3 separate regions of the Sus scrofa genome follow, and regions 1 and 2 are each linked to region 3. The links are chromatin contacts, called in public Hi-C maps. All regions are on one chromosome and are shown on one strand. Each heading gives the region's core, a stretch centred on a gene start, on an enhancer-like site or on the middle of the called end of the contact. The rest is flanking DNA. Distances are from core to core; before and after follow the strand shown. Region 1 holds the start of RARG (a long non-coding RNA gene). Region 2 has its middle 15 kb from the start of SOAT2. Region 3 holds the start of CSAD (cysteine sulfinic acid decarboxylase).

Region 1 (3,885 bases), core at 1,386-3,885, 48 kb after region 3:
AAAGTCTGAGCTCCAAGCCCCCAGGGTCCCTGTCCTTTTCCTTCCCCGATCCCCTGGAGTCCTCATCCCCAGTTAAGCCCAGGTAGAGCCAGGAGTCCGGGCCCCTGAGGCCCCTGGGCCATAGCTCAACAGGCTGGGCCACATTCCAGGTGGATTAACCCCTCGAATGCCAAGGGTGAGAAGCTACGAAAGGTCCCCCCATCTTCCCCAGACCGGCTTAGACTGGGAACCCAGCTCCGTGCTCCAGCACTCACTGTCTTTGCGTCTCATCTGCAAGCGGGGAACAGAGACCTGAGGGAGGGGCAGGAGGACTTCAGGGGTCCCAGAGAGGGATGCTCAGGCTCCTGGTCCTTGCCCAGGAATGAAGCTGTGAGTGAGCTAAGGACAGCCCAACTCTCCCTGGCCTTCCTCCTTCCTAGTCTGCCTCAAAAAAGGAGCCCGAGAAAGTTGAGTGAACACAGTGAAAAGGGGACCGAGATTCATCTCCGTTCTGAGCCCAGGTTTCTCTGCCTTGGCTGGAAAGGGAAGAGGAAGGTCTTAAGTCCAGGGTAGAGGAAGGGACCAAAGAACTGAAGATGGTGGTACCCACGGAGAGTAAAAGGAAAGCCTAAACTAGGGACCCAGAGGCCTTGGTACTTTGGGGGACCTGAGGAACAGAACACATTTCTCCTACCAAGATGCCACCTCAGACAGAAGGGGGCTGACCAGGGGAAAGGGGCCCTCTGCTGCTCTTAGAGCTGAGGTGGAGTTGAGGGGAGGGCATGGATGAAGGGGGCTGCCGGATAGGGGGGGACGTCTCTGCCGCCCTGCCCCGCTCCAGAGTCGGGAACAAAGCTGCTCTTGTCGGCTGCTCTCCACCCGCTGCCCCCCTCCCCTCTGTATAAACACGACCACCTTTTTCCATGACCCCATCCCCAGCCTGGGCGGAGAACCCAGGCATCCTCTGCTCTAGCCTGGGCCCCCAGCCTGCTCCCCAGGAGGCAGCGGTGGGCCAGGTCTCCCTGGCCTGGTGCCACCCTTGGGGGAGTCCAGACCCTGGAGTCTCCACCTCCCATCCCCAGGTGCCCCTCCCTCTACCTCACTGGTCCCAGGGAGGGGCAGTGCCCAGGAGGCAGGCAGGCAATGCCAGTGGAATGTGTGTGGGCATCGGAGGGCACGGGGAGGGTGGGGCAGAGGGGGGAACTGGAGGTGCCAGTTAGGTGGCTTTCTGAGCCAGGGGTGGGGGTGTGCCGGGGTGGGGGGGTGTGCCCTGTGCTGCTTACTAGGCTCTAAGCCACAGCGTGTGTGTGCATGTGTGTGGGTGTGAGTATGTGTTTCTCTGTTTGGGATACCCAAGCCCCAGGCACCCCGCACATGCCGCCTCCTGCCCCCTGTCCTCTCTTTTCTGGCCTCAAGGATAAGGGACACTGCCTGCGGTCCTCAACCCCGATCGACATCTGAGGAGGGACGGTCAGGGCAGGAGCCTCAAACGTGAAGACTGGGATGGCAGCTGCTCTGAACATGGGCCCCAAAGGGGCACAGCCATCTCAGCTTCTTGCCCTCCAGACCCCTCCTCAGGCGCCCCTGCCCTGCCCCCACCTTTGCACACTCTTACCCTCTGGCCACCTGCAGAGATTCTCTCCTACCCGCTGGGTCAAGTTGAGGGACCTGGGCTCTAAGTGCCGGAGACCGTGAGGCAGCAGCGTCAGTAGGGCCCCAGAACGGGGACTCTGGGGTCCCTGCCCCTGAATCCCTGCCCTTCCTTTGTTCAATTTGGGCTCCTCTCAGAGAATACTGCCAAGACTCACACCCAAAATTGGGGATATGAGAGAGGGGAACTTCACTGACCCCTATCTTATCCACTTGTCTCTCCAAGCTTCTGGACCCAGTGGGCCAGGATCACTTGCCTCTGGACCTTTCCTTCGCCCTTCTGATGTCCAGGCTGAGCCATTCCGCTAGGGAAGGAGGAACTTGGACCAGCGCGGACCAAAAGTCCTCTCCTTAGATTCCCCAGGGGAAGCCAGAGGGCAGGCCGTCGGTGGACTTTCCCCACAGGAGCGGACCCTGTCTCCCCTCCCACTCCAGGCACAAGAGTAGGATAGGAACCCCCTGGCCCAAGACTCCCCCCGCCCCCCCCGTAAAGCTCGCTCACTACTCCTCGCGACGAAAGGGTGGATAAAGCCCAGCCCAGCCCAGCCTGTCTAAAATCGTCCCCATTCCCTTCCCACGTCAGGGCTGACCCCCAAGTCAGCCCCCCTCCACCCGTGCGGACAGCCGGACCAGCCCGGGGAGGGACGGAGCCGGCGTGGCTCCCCGGCGCCCCCGCCCCCGGCCCAAGCTCGCCGGGGGACCCGGGCGTCCGTCCGTGGCGCCGAGCCTGCTTCCCCGCCTGACTCACCTGGAGGGGGAGGGAGGGGGAAGGGAGGCCGCCGAGCCCCGAGGTCCCGGCGTCGGGCGGTCGCGAGGATGGAGCGTCGCAGTGGCAGGGGCTCCCGGTGATGGGGGGCTCTGGGGCGGGGGCACGGACTCTAGGCTGGGACGGTCCCGGGGCCTCTCGGAGCCCGCCCGCCCACGTGACCGCCCCAAAATATCCGACACATTTTCTCCCAAACCGCACACTGACTCTGCAGGCGGGGACACGGAAAATATTTTCTTTCTTTTTCTCCCTCCCCACCCCCCCACCTCCCTCCCAGCCCGGCTCCCTCCTCCCCCTCCCGCCCTCGCTCCTCCCTCCCCTGCCGCCTGCCCCTGCCCGGCTCCCTCCTCGGTGCCCTGGGGCTGGGGGGCGGGGGTGGGTGGGTAGGAGGGGGGGGCTGGGCGGGGCGGCCCGGGACGCCTGGGTCTCTGCCCCTCCCATTTGCTGGGCTTCCGTGGCTGCGTCCCCGGGAGGCCGGGCAAGGCTGGCAGGAGAGGTCAGTGTCCTGGGCCCGGGATGCCACCCTTTCTCTCTGGCACTTTTCCCTTTCCTGCCATTTGGGGGGACTGGGTGAGTTCTCTGGCCAGACTGTGGTTCAGGGAGGCCAGTCTCTGCACCTCTGCAGGGTAGGCGGTAGGGGCGCATCCACGTCTTCCTAGGGGTGGAGTGACCACGCAGGGATATGCCAGAGCAGATGCCACTGTCTTTACCCTTTGCTGAGCCTTCACCTGCAGGTCAAAGTAGTCTCCACTTCCCCTTGCCTACCGCAGCCGGTCCTTTGGTCCCAGGAGCAAACTGGTTTAACTAGTGGAGGCTGTGGGGGGTGCTAAGGCCTGGCCTTAAAGACCTCCTCCCTCTCACCCTGCCTTGATCACCTGGGAGTGGGAGTTAGGGCTCCTGGGTCCCTGGCTGCTGAGACTGTCCCCACCTTCAGGCTTGGGTCTGGAGGGGAGAGGCTGGGGAGGAGGGCAGAAGGATCCCTAGCTGGGAGTGGGAGGAGCCTTGGGCTGGGTGTGAGGGAGGAAGCCCAAGCTGAGGGTGTGTGTCTGCCTTAACTAGTGCCTGCCTGCCTGCCTGCCTGCCTGCCTGCCTGGTGGATGCGCCACGAATGTTGTTGACTCTAGGTCTGTGTGTGTGTGTGTGTGTGTGTGCGCGTGTGTGCGCGCACACGCGCGCGCGCCTGTGTGTGCGTGCGCCCAGAGTCAATGCAGTGTCTGATGGGGACATTCTCTGACTTCAGTGTGACCGCCACAGACTCTCAGCACTAGACTGTCCATTCTACGGAGGACAGAGTGAGAGGAGAGAAGGGGTCTGAAGTCCAGGCTCCATGGGACTAGGGGGGGAGTGAGAAAGTGGGGAAGGGCAGCAGTAGTAGTGGGGGCTGGGCTAGGCTGGAGACATGCACCCCAAAGACACTCCCCAGCCACAGTCCCAGGGAGGCCAGCCCTGGAGACACCCACTCGTGGTCACATCACATTTTCCATACTGAA
Region 2 (4,381 bases), core at 1,210-3,709, 36 kb before region 3:
TGTGGCTCAGATCTGATCTCTGGCCGGGGAACTTCACATACTGTAGGGCAGCCAAAAAAATAAAAAAATAAAAATAAATAAAAGAGGTTGGGAGTATCTCTCTCTCTCTCTCTTCTTTTTTTTTTTTTTTTAACAGCCATGCTTGTGTCATATGGAAGTTCCCAGGCTGGGAGTCGAATCAGAGCTGCAGCTGCAGGCCTAAGCCACAGCCACAGCAACTTGGGATCTGAGCTGCTTCTGTGACCTACGCCAGAGCTTGCAGCAACACCGGATCCTTAACCCAATGAGCAAGGCCAGGGATTGAACCTGCATCCTCACGGACACTATGCCAGGTTCTTAACCAGCTGAGCAATAACAGGAACTCCTGAGTGTCTTTTTTTCTTCTTAATAAGATTATTGATATGGTTTAAACCTACCATCTTTCTATCATTTTCTATTTGTCCCATCTATTCTTTGTTCCCTTTCCCTCCTTTATATCATATTCTGAATTAATTATGATTCCACAAATGGAATGAATGGCACATTTTATTTCAGTTCTTTTCTTTTTCATTTTTTTTTATTTTTGTCTTTTTAGGGTCATACCTGTGACATATGGAGATTCCCAGGCTAGGGGTCAAATCGGATCTGTAGCCACTAGCCTAAACCAGAACCACACCAGAGCCACAGCAACGCAGGATCCGAGTCACACCAGTGACCTACACCATAGCTCATGGCAATGCCAGATCCTTAACACTGAGCGAGGCCGGGGATCAAACCTAAGTCCTCAAGGATGTCAGTTGGTTTTGATAACCGATGAGCCACGATGGCAACTCCTATTGTATGTTCTTGAATCATTCTATGTTTTTACTGTTTGATTTTTTTTTTTTTCCTTGTATGGCCATACCTGTGGCATATAGAATTCCTGGGCTAGGGGTCGAATTGGAGCTACATCACAGCCACAGCTACGCCAGATCTGAGCCACACTGCAAACTACACCTCACCTTGCGGCAACACCAGACCCTTAACACACTGAGAGACGCCAGGGATCGAACCCACATACTCGTGGACACTAGTCGGGTTCTTAACCCCCTGAGCCACAACAGGAACCCCCAAATACATATTTCTTCACTATCATTTGAAAATATACCAATTATTTCTTCCATTAAGATATCTGATTTCCTGCCACATCCACCTCAATAAGAGAAACCTTTAGAATACTTCTACTTACCTCTCCCACCAATTCCTAGGTCTTGCAGAAAGAGCATAGTATCTGCAGTTCTAGATAGAATTAGATGCCCATCAATGTACGTGAACTGTTGTTCTGTTCTGTTGTTTTGTTTTGTTTTTTGCTTTTTAAGGGCCACACTTGCGGCATGTGGCTTTTCCCAGGTTAGGGGTCAAATCAGAGCTACAGCTGCCGGCCTACGCCACAGCCACAGCCACATCAGATCCGAGCCACATCTATGACCTACACCACAGCTCATGGTGATGCCAGATCCTTAACCCACTGAGCGAGGCCAGGGGTAGAACCCACAATCTCATGGTTCCTAGTCGGATTCCTTTCTGCTGAGCCACGACGGGAACTCCTGTCCATGAACGTTTAACAGAATACTATTTTGCCACGTTTGTTTCACTCCTTGTCTTTTCTCCTTTTCATTTTCCTCCATCCTGACTTCTCTGTTCTCTCAATTTTTCTGGAGTGTTTCCCTCAGGTGAGCTATGGGGTTGGTATATTCCTTGAATCCTTTATATCTCCCTGTACCTTTCTTTTGCACTAATGGAAGGTGAATGCTTCCTTAACTGGATATGAGATCCTAAGGAGCCCTCCTTTTCTCCTGTATACTCACTTTTAGCTTCTGGTGTTACAGACAAAAAGTGTGTTAATCTGATTCTTTTCCCTTTGTCAATAACTTGCTCCTTCTGTCTAGATGCTTGAAAATATCTTTAATCTTGGAATTCAGGAATTCTGTGCTTTGATGTTTGTCTTCTCTTTTTGTATCTTTGGTGCTCTTTCTGGGCAAGCTCAGAATTTTCTTCAGGTTGGCAAAATATTCCTCTATTTTTAAATTATTGCCTCTCCTCCATTTATGCCTTTTCTTTCTTTTGGAACGAACATATTCGAATGTTAAGACTACTGGATGTATTCTCCAAGTCTCATATTTTCCTCATTATTTATTTCCATCTCTTCGTATTATTCGCTCTGTGCTTTGAAATATTTTTCCACTTATTCTTCCAAGCCACTAATTTGAGTGCCGGCAGGGACCAGACTTCTTGCTTTCAATAAATAGGCTGATTTTTTTGTTGTTGAAAATGATGGTTTTTAGTTCCAGAAAGTATTTTCTGGTCTCGGATCTCTTTAACTGCTCTCAATATTTTCTTAAGTTGTCATACTCTTTGGTGGCTCCTGTGCCGTCTGGTAGGCAGGAAAACCAACTCTATGACCTCATCCCTGTAGGGCCAAGGCCGTCTGAGTCATGGTCTTCCAGTATCCCCACAGTCCTGACCTCTGCTCAGGGACTCTCCGGAGCTGGTCTCCAGGCTCCTGGGTGGTGAGAATGAGGAAGCTCCTCCCTGGGTTTCCACACCAGGCCTTCCCCATGGTAAATCCCAAGTCCAAGCCTTCATTTGTGTATGCTTTCCACTGGGCCCAACAGCAATATGGCTAAAGAGAGGCACATGTTGGAGCTCCCATCGTGGCTCAGTGGGTTACAAACCCAACTAGTATCCATGAGGACGCAGGTTCAATCCCTGGCCTCGCTCAGAGGGTTAAGGATCCAGTGTTGCTGTGAGCTATGGAGTTGATCACAGACACAGCTTGGATTTCACATTGCTGTGGCTGTGGTGTAGGCTGGCAGCTGCAGCTCTGATTTGACCATTGACCAGCCTGGGAACTTCCATAGGCTGCAGGTGCAGCCCTAAAAAAACAAAAACAAAAAGAGAGAGGCAAATGCTAGAGATGGGAGTGAAAAATCCCCTTCGAACATGGTTCTCACAATTGAGCATGCATTAGAACCACCTCCGGGGCTTGTAAATATGGATGGCTGAACCCCACCCTAGGAGTTTCTGATTCATGAGCTCTGGGGTGGGACTTGAGAATTCGCATTACTAACCAGTTCCCAGGGAGTACTGATGCTGCCGAACTATGAGCCATACTTTGAGAACCACTGCATTAGAATACATCAAACCAGAGTTCCCGCTGTGATGCAAAGGGATCATCAGCATCCTTGCAGCACCAAGATAGAAGTTCGATGCCTGGCCCGGCACAGTGGGTTAAAGGATCCAGCATTCTGCAACTGCACCTCAGAACCCTGCCATGGGGTGGCCAAAAAAGAAAGACGGAGTTCCTGCTGTGGCTCCGTGGGTTAAGAACCCGACATAGTGTCCATGAAGATGCAGGTTTGATCCCTGGCCTCGCTCAGTGGGTGAAGGATCCAGCGTTGCCCTGAGCTGTGGTGTAGGTTGCAGACACGGCTCAGATTCTGTGTTGCTGTGGCTGTGGTGTAGGCCGGTGGCTACAGCTCTGATTAGACCCCTAGCCTGGGAACCTCCATATGTCACGGGTATGGCCCTAGAAAAGGCAAAAAATAAAATAAAATTTTAAAATAAAATGTATATGGTCGTAAGAAAAAGCTAACAATAACGCGTTACAAACTAAGGAAATGTGCAAGCTAATTGGCCTTGGCACCAGAGAATTTGCTAAAAATGAATTTATTATTTTATTAAAACTAGGCCATCAGACTACTGGATTTCTCTAACATGTGGAAGCTGGATTGCAAGAACCAAAAGTCCATCAGTCTAGAAGAGAAAGCACAGAATCATTGCATTTGGGGCATAAAATTAGGGAGACGGTGACTTGTAGAAACGGCATTCTTGGAGTTCCTGTTGTGGATCAGCTGTAATGAAACCAACGAGTATCTATGAGCCCGGCCTCGCTCAGTGGGTTAAAGATGTAGGTAGCAGATGTGGCTCGGACGGCCAAGCTGTGGCTGTTGGTGTAGGCTGGCAGCTGCAGTTCCGATTCAACCCTTAGCTCAGGAACTCCCACATGCTGCAGGTGTGACCCTAAAAAGCAAAATAATAATAACAACAATAATGATGATGGTATTCCTTACATTCTAGTCGGGTGAGACTGGGCAGGGGGTGAAGAGAGTAAGTAAAAAAGTGAATAACTAACTAAGTACATATATATTAAATAAAATTTAAAGTATGCCAGATGCCTATACATGCTGGGGAGAAAAACAGGCTATGCAGGAGTTCCCTGCTGGCCCAACAGTTAAGGATCTAGCTTTGTACTGCTGAGGCTCAGGTGGATGCTGAGGTATAGGTGGCAGCTGTGGCTCAGATTCGATCTCTGGCCCAGGAACTTCCACATCGTACAAGCGCAGCCGAACAACAACAACAA
Region 3 (4,268 bases), core at 1,195-3,694:
CTGTTCTATGACAATCTTAAGAGCACAAAGATTTGCTGACAATTGCTCCAAAAATGGGAGTGTTCAGGGAAATAAAATCTGTATACCAAAAGTGGCTGAGAATTCTTGTCTTCTTTCATAATTTTTTTTTCTTTTGGTATCTCCTTTAATTCTCCTAAACTCACAACCTTACAGCACTACAGAAGCTGGGACCTAAACGGAATTAACATTTCCTTCCATCAAGTGCACTAATGCATTATCCATCTTTGGCAGAATCCCTTCCTAATAGCTAAAGTTGGAAACAGAATTTTTTGTCTTTTTAGGGCTGCACTTGCAGCATATGGAGGTTCGCAGGCTAGGGGTCCAATCCGAGCTGTAGCCACTGGCCTACACCACAGCCACGCCAGATCCGAGCCGCATCTGGGACCTACAGACCTACACCACAGCTCAAAGCAACACCGGATCCTCAGCCTGCAGAGCAAGGCCAGGGATCGAACCCGCAACCTCCTGGTTCCTAGTCAGTTTGTTTCTGCTGTGCCACGACGGGAACTCCCGCAAACAGAATTTAAAGAAAGGCTCAAGAAGAGTTCCAGTTGTGGCTCAGCAATAACGAACCCTACTAGTGTCCATGAGGATGTGGGTTTGATTCCTGGCCTCCCTGAGTAGGTTCCCTACTGTGGCTGTGGCTTAGGCTGGCAGCTATGACTCTGATTAGACCCCTTGCCTGGGAACTTCCATGTACCGCAGGTGCAGCCCTAAAAAACAAAAAAGAAAGGCTCAGGTTCCCATGCTCCTAACGTAGCTGGGCCCAAGGGCCACCCTGCATCGCCAAGTCTCCAACAAAGACTACAGTCTACTTCCTACTGAGGGGTAGTTCTATGGCTTTTTCCAGGCAAGAAGGCCAATGTTAGAGGCTGGACCGTTTGGAATAAAGGTGGAAGCGGTATAAAGAAACCAGATTGACTTCGGGCGCTCGGATCATACTAGGGCATCCCTTCTCAGATTGGGGTTGAGAGTACTCAACAAAAACGTGCAAAAAAAGTTAACTCCCCTCTCTGCTGACGAGGCGGCCCTCAGAATATGCAGACCTGGGCCTGATGGAAGGCTCAGGGAAAGATGACCTGGACCAAGTTACGCGAAAAGACCTGGCACGAACTATTCTGGCTCTATTTGTGGTTCCAGGCTTAGACGCGATAGGGAGAATAACTGCGAGGAAGGGAGAGTGATGACGCTTCTTCCAGAAGTCTTAACCAGCTCATCCAGCAACACCCCTCAGGGAACACTCAGCGAACCAACATTTCACGGCCCTCGCGCCTGCCCTCAATCAAGATGGCCGCCGCGGCGCGCCCACACAACGGCGCACGCGCCGTACCTCTGCTCCGCCTTCTTCCCGTCCTTCTGAGCGCCGGTACCGCCCACTCACCAGCTGCACTCCCTCCGTGCGCCCTCAGCTTCACCCCCTTTTCTGGGTGCCCCCGCCCGTCCAGACTCCCGAGGCGGAAGTGGATAGTGCTGCTCAGCGGAGAGGCCGAGGGGGGGAGGGGGAAGTGCTTCCGGGGAAACGGGCCCCGGGTTGGTGTTTGTAAACTTGCCTCGGTCCCGGCGGGGACAGCGGTGGCCACGGGGTTGGCACGGCGTGCTGGGGCCTGGAGGAGGCGCCGCGCGGCTGGGGAGACAGTGGAAGGCCGCGCCTGGCAGGTAAGAGCACGCCCCGGGGAGCGCAACGTCGTCCGGGTAGACGGCAGCGCTTCAGCAGCTCGCAGGCCGTGGGGCGCCGCGCGGGAAGGGGGAGGGGAAGGGAGGAGGGGCGCGTGGCGAAGGGAGGGGGCTCACGGGGAGAGCTAGGACCGCGCGCGCTCCGCGGTCCGGCCGCGTCCCCGGTCGGGCAGTGGGGGCTTGCTCGGAAGGGACGCGGGCGCGAGCACGCACCTTGCGCGCTCCTCGGCTGTCTTCTTCGGGTGCGTGCGGCGGGCGCAGCGGCTGGCTGGCTGGCTGGCTGGCTGGCGGGAGGGAGGGAGGGAAGGTGGGTGGGAACGCTCAGCGCTGGGCTTCGCCTCCTTGCTTTCCACCTCCGCAGCGAGTTTACGTACCTTGGGGGGGGACTCGGAGAACACGCACGTGTGGGCCTGCCCTGGCGCGAACTGCCGTTCCGGTTTCTGCCTGCTTGCCAAGGGCCCAGCCATAGGCCTTGAGCTTTTCTCTACCCTACTTCTGATCGCCTTAATAGAGTGCGAGCTTCGCGGGCCGGCCCACTGGACACAAAAGCCCCAAAGGGCCGCCGCCCCCTTCTTCCCGTCCAAAAATGACAAATCCAAGCAGTTGGCCGGGTGCAGTTCCTTCACCAGAGGCCCCAGTTACATTTGCTCCTGTTGGCTATCCGGAGACCAGTTTCTTATGACCCAGAAAGAAAAACTGCTTGACTGATGTCTTCCTTTTTTTGAGTTGCACAAAGAGCGCCTGGCAAAAGTTCAGCCCACGACTGGTGGTATGGGCCCGTGGATGTTGCACCTAACAGCCCTATCTCCCTTTTCGGTTTTAGGTTTGTGAAACAGATGTGAATTTCATCCAGGGAATTCAGCTGGAAAACCAAGACTGGCAGACTCTTTTTCTTCAGACAATAGGCAGGAACCAGGCAGAGACCAGGGATTCTTGGAACATCTATCTTCCCTTTGGAGGACACTAAATTCTATGTGAAGACAAAGGCAGTTCAATATGGCAGCAGGACTGAAGGGACACGAAGGAGTTGTTACAGGGATTTGGTGACAGTTCTTCAAACAACAGTGTCTTAAAGAAAGGTGGATCAAGAAGCTCCTGAACTTTTGTGTTGCATTAAGTGAGAAATCAGCATGGCTCAGGTAAAAAGCTCTAGAGTCCTCCTCCTTCAAGATCTCTGGGAAGCGTGTTTGCAGTTTCACTCTTGAATGCTGCCTTAGTCAACATATTGACCAACACAGTGAGCCAAGCTCTGTATTAAGCACCAGGGGGAGATCTAGAGGAAGGAAAGGAGACAGGCCACAGCCCCTGCCTTCAGGGAGCTTCCAGTCAAATGAAGGAGGTAGGCTATACTGCATCACAGGCCCTGATGGGACATTTGCAAAGCAGCATGTACTCAGTGTACACTTGGTGCATTAACTGCTGAGGGGCGTGAGGGAGTGAACAGTCTGGTGAAAGCTTCATTTGTCTTTATCAACAGGAGTTTATTGAGCTCCCTTTTTATGCAAGGCATTGTACTGGGGAGACAAAGATGAATAAAACTGTCCCTGTCCCCAGCAAGCTTCCAGGCTAGTTGGGTTGGGGGTGGGGGGAGATGAAGACATAGTCTGTCATTTGTCTTTATATTCCCAACACCTTGCGAAGTGGCTGGCTGGTAGTACAGGCTCAATGAGTCTGTTGATTGAAGGAATGTGCAGTCATAGAGGTAGGGAATGTGCATTGCAGAGGAGGGAATGATCTTTCTGCCTCGATGAAAAAACAGTTGAAGCTTGAAGGATGCATAGGATTTTGCTAAATAAACAACCAGAACAGGGTATTCAGACAAGGAGAACTGCATGGGCAAAGCTTAGAGGCATGGGCACACGTGGTAAGGTTGGGAGTATTGTAGATGGTTTGCCAGTTAAGGAGGAAAGCATTTAAATGGGGGCTCGTTAGGGGAATATGGGAATGTTAGGGTGAGGGAGGTGTTTCCTGGAGAAGGAAGCGGAGTGTGCCTTGAGGGCCTTTTATGCCTTACTGAGAATTAGACTTTATTCTATAGGGAAAGGGAACGCTCTGAAGAATGTTAGGCAGCAGAGTGATATCAGATCGGTGTGTTTGTATTTGGAAGGTAATTGTCACTGTGAGGATACAGGATGGATTGGAGAGAAAGGATGACTTGATAGTTCATTGTTGTCATCTGAGTAGAAAAGCTATATGCAGGCATTCCCAGAGCTTGTCCCAGCTTCCTTCCAGGGACCCTTCCCTACCAATCTCACCGGGATGGCAGCCTGATTACGGTTTAATTGGCTTTTTTCCAGCTGCACGCATAGCTTCCTCCTTTCCATGCCGAGTAGGAGCCCTTCGGTTTCTTCTTCCTTTGTTTGCAACCCACTCCACAGTATTGTGTTCACTTTTGCTCTGACTGAACAAATTGCTAACTTTGTACAGGGCACTGCTGAGCATTTTATATCTTGGCTTAACTGTCATCAGCCCTGTGAGGTTGAATACCATGATAAATATTTTGCATTTAGGGCAACTGAGACTTAAAGAGGTGGGGTCACTTGCCCAGCATTGTACAATTATCAACAGAATTT

What was found. Hi-C and Micro-C count contacts between places; a contact is called where the count stands out from the background.
Region 1: a contact with region 3 is called in a Hi-C map of embryonic fibroblasts, with 4 times the contacts expected there. The contact joins the promoter of RARG here to the promoter of CSAD in region 3. A contact is called at or near these places in 1 of 47 Hi-C or Micro-C datasets (embryonic fibroblasts) and 1 of 2 datasets of contacts at active chromatin or transcription factors (alveolar macrophages).
Region 2: a contact with region 3 is called in a Hi-C map of embryonic fibroblasts, with 1.9 times the contacts expected there. The contact joins the enhancer-like site here to the promoter of CSAD in region 3. A contact is called at or near these places in 1 of 5 promoter capture datasets (liver), 13 of 47 Hi-C or Micro-C datasets (alveolar macrophages, embryonic fibroblasts, epiblast stem cells and 7 more) and 2 of 2 datasets of contacts at active chromatin or transcription factors (alveolar macrophages and skeletal muscle).

The regions. Positions count from the first base shown.
Region 1 is chr5:18,455,990-18,459,874 of Sscrofa11.1, forward strand. It overlaps RARG (a long non-coding RNA gene), which reads right to left and starts at 2,636. Exons shown (of 9, transcript XR_002343956.1): 1 at 2,378-2,636. LOC102161895 (a long non-coding RNA gene) reads left to right here and starts at 2,804. Exons shown (of 4, transcript XR_002343961.1): 1 at 2,804-2,891.
Region 2 is chr5:18,372,047-18,376,427 of Sscrofa11.1, forward strand. No RefSeq gene overlaps it. Among named protein-coding and RNA genes, the nearest start is that of SOAT2, 15 kb to the left of the region's middle. Within about 2 kb of position 2,460, at least 10 of the 83 cell types and tissues checked have an H3K27ac peak or open chromatin away from gene starts, as enhancers often do. A contact at or near this core is called in alveolar macrophages and embryonic fibroblasts, where this site is marked.
Region 3 is chr5:18,408,002-18,412,269 of Sscrofa11.1, forward strand. It overlaps CSAD (cysteine sulfinic acid decarboxylase), which reads right to left and starts at 2,445. Exons shown (of 17, transcript XM_021091702.1): 1 at 2,070-2,445; 2 at 1,909-1,979; 3 at 1,572-1,645. The coding sequence starts at 2,162. ZNF740 (zinc finger protein 740) reads left to right here and starts at 683. Exons shown (of 7, transcript XM_021091710.1): 1 at 683-1,677; 2 at 2,519-3,034. The coding sequence starts at 3,026.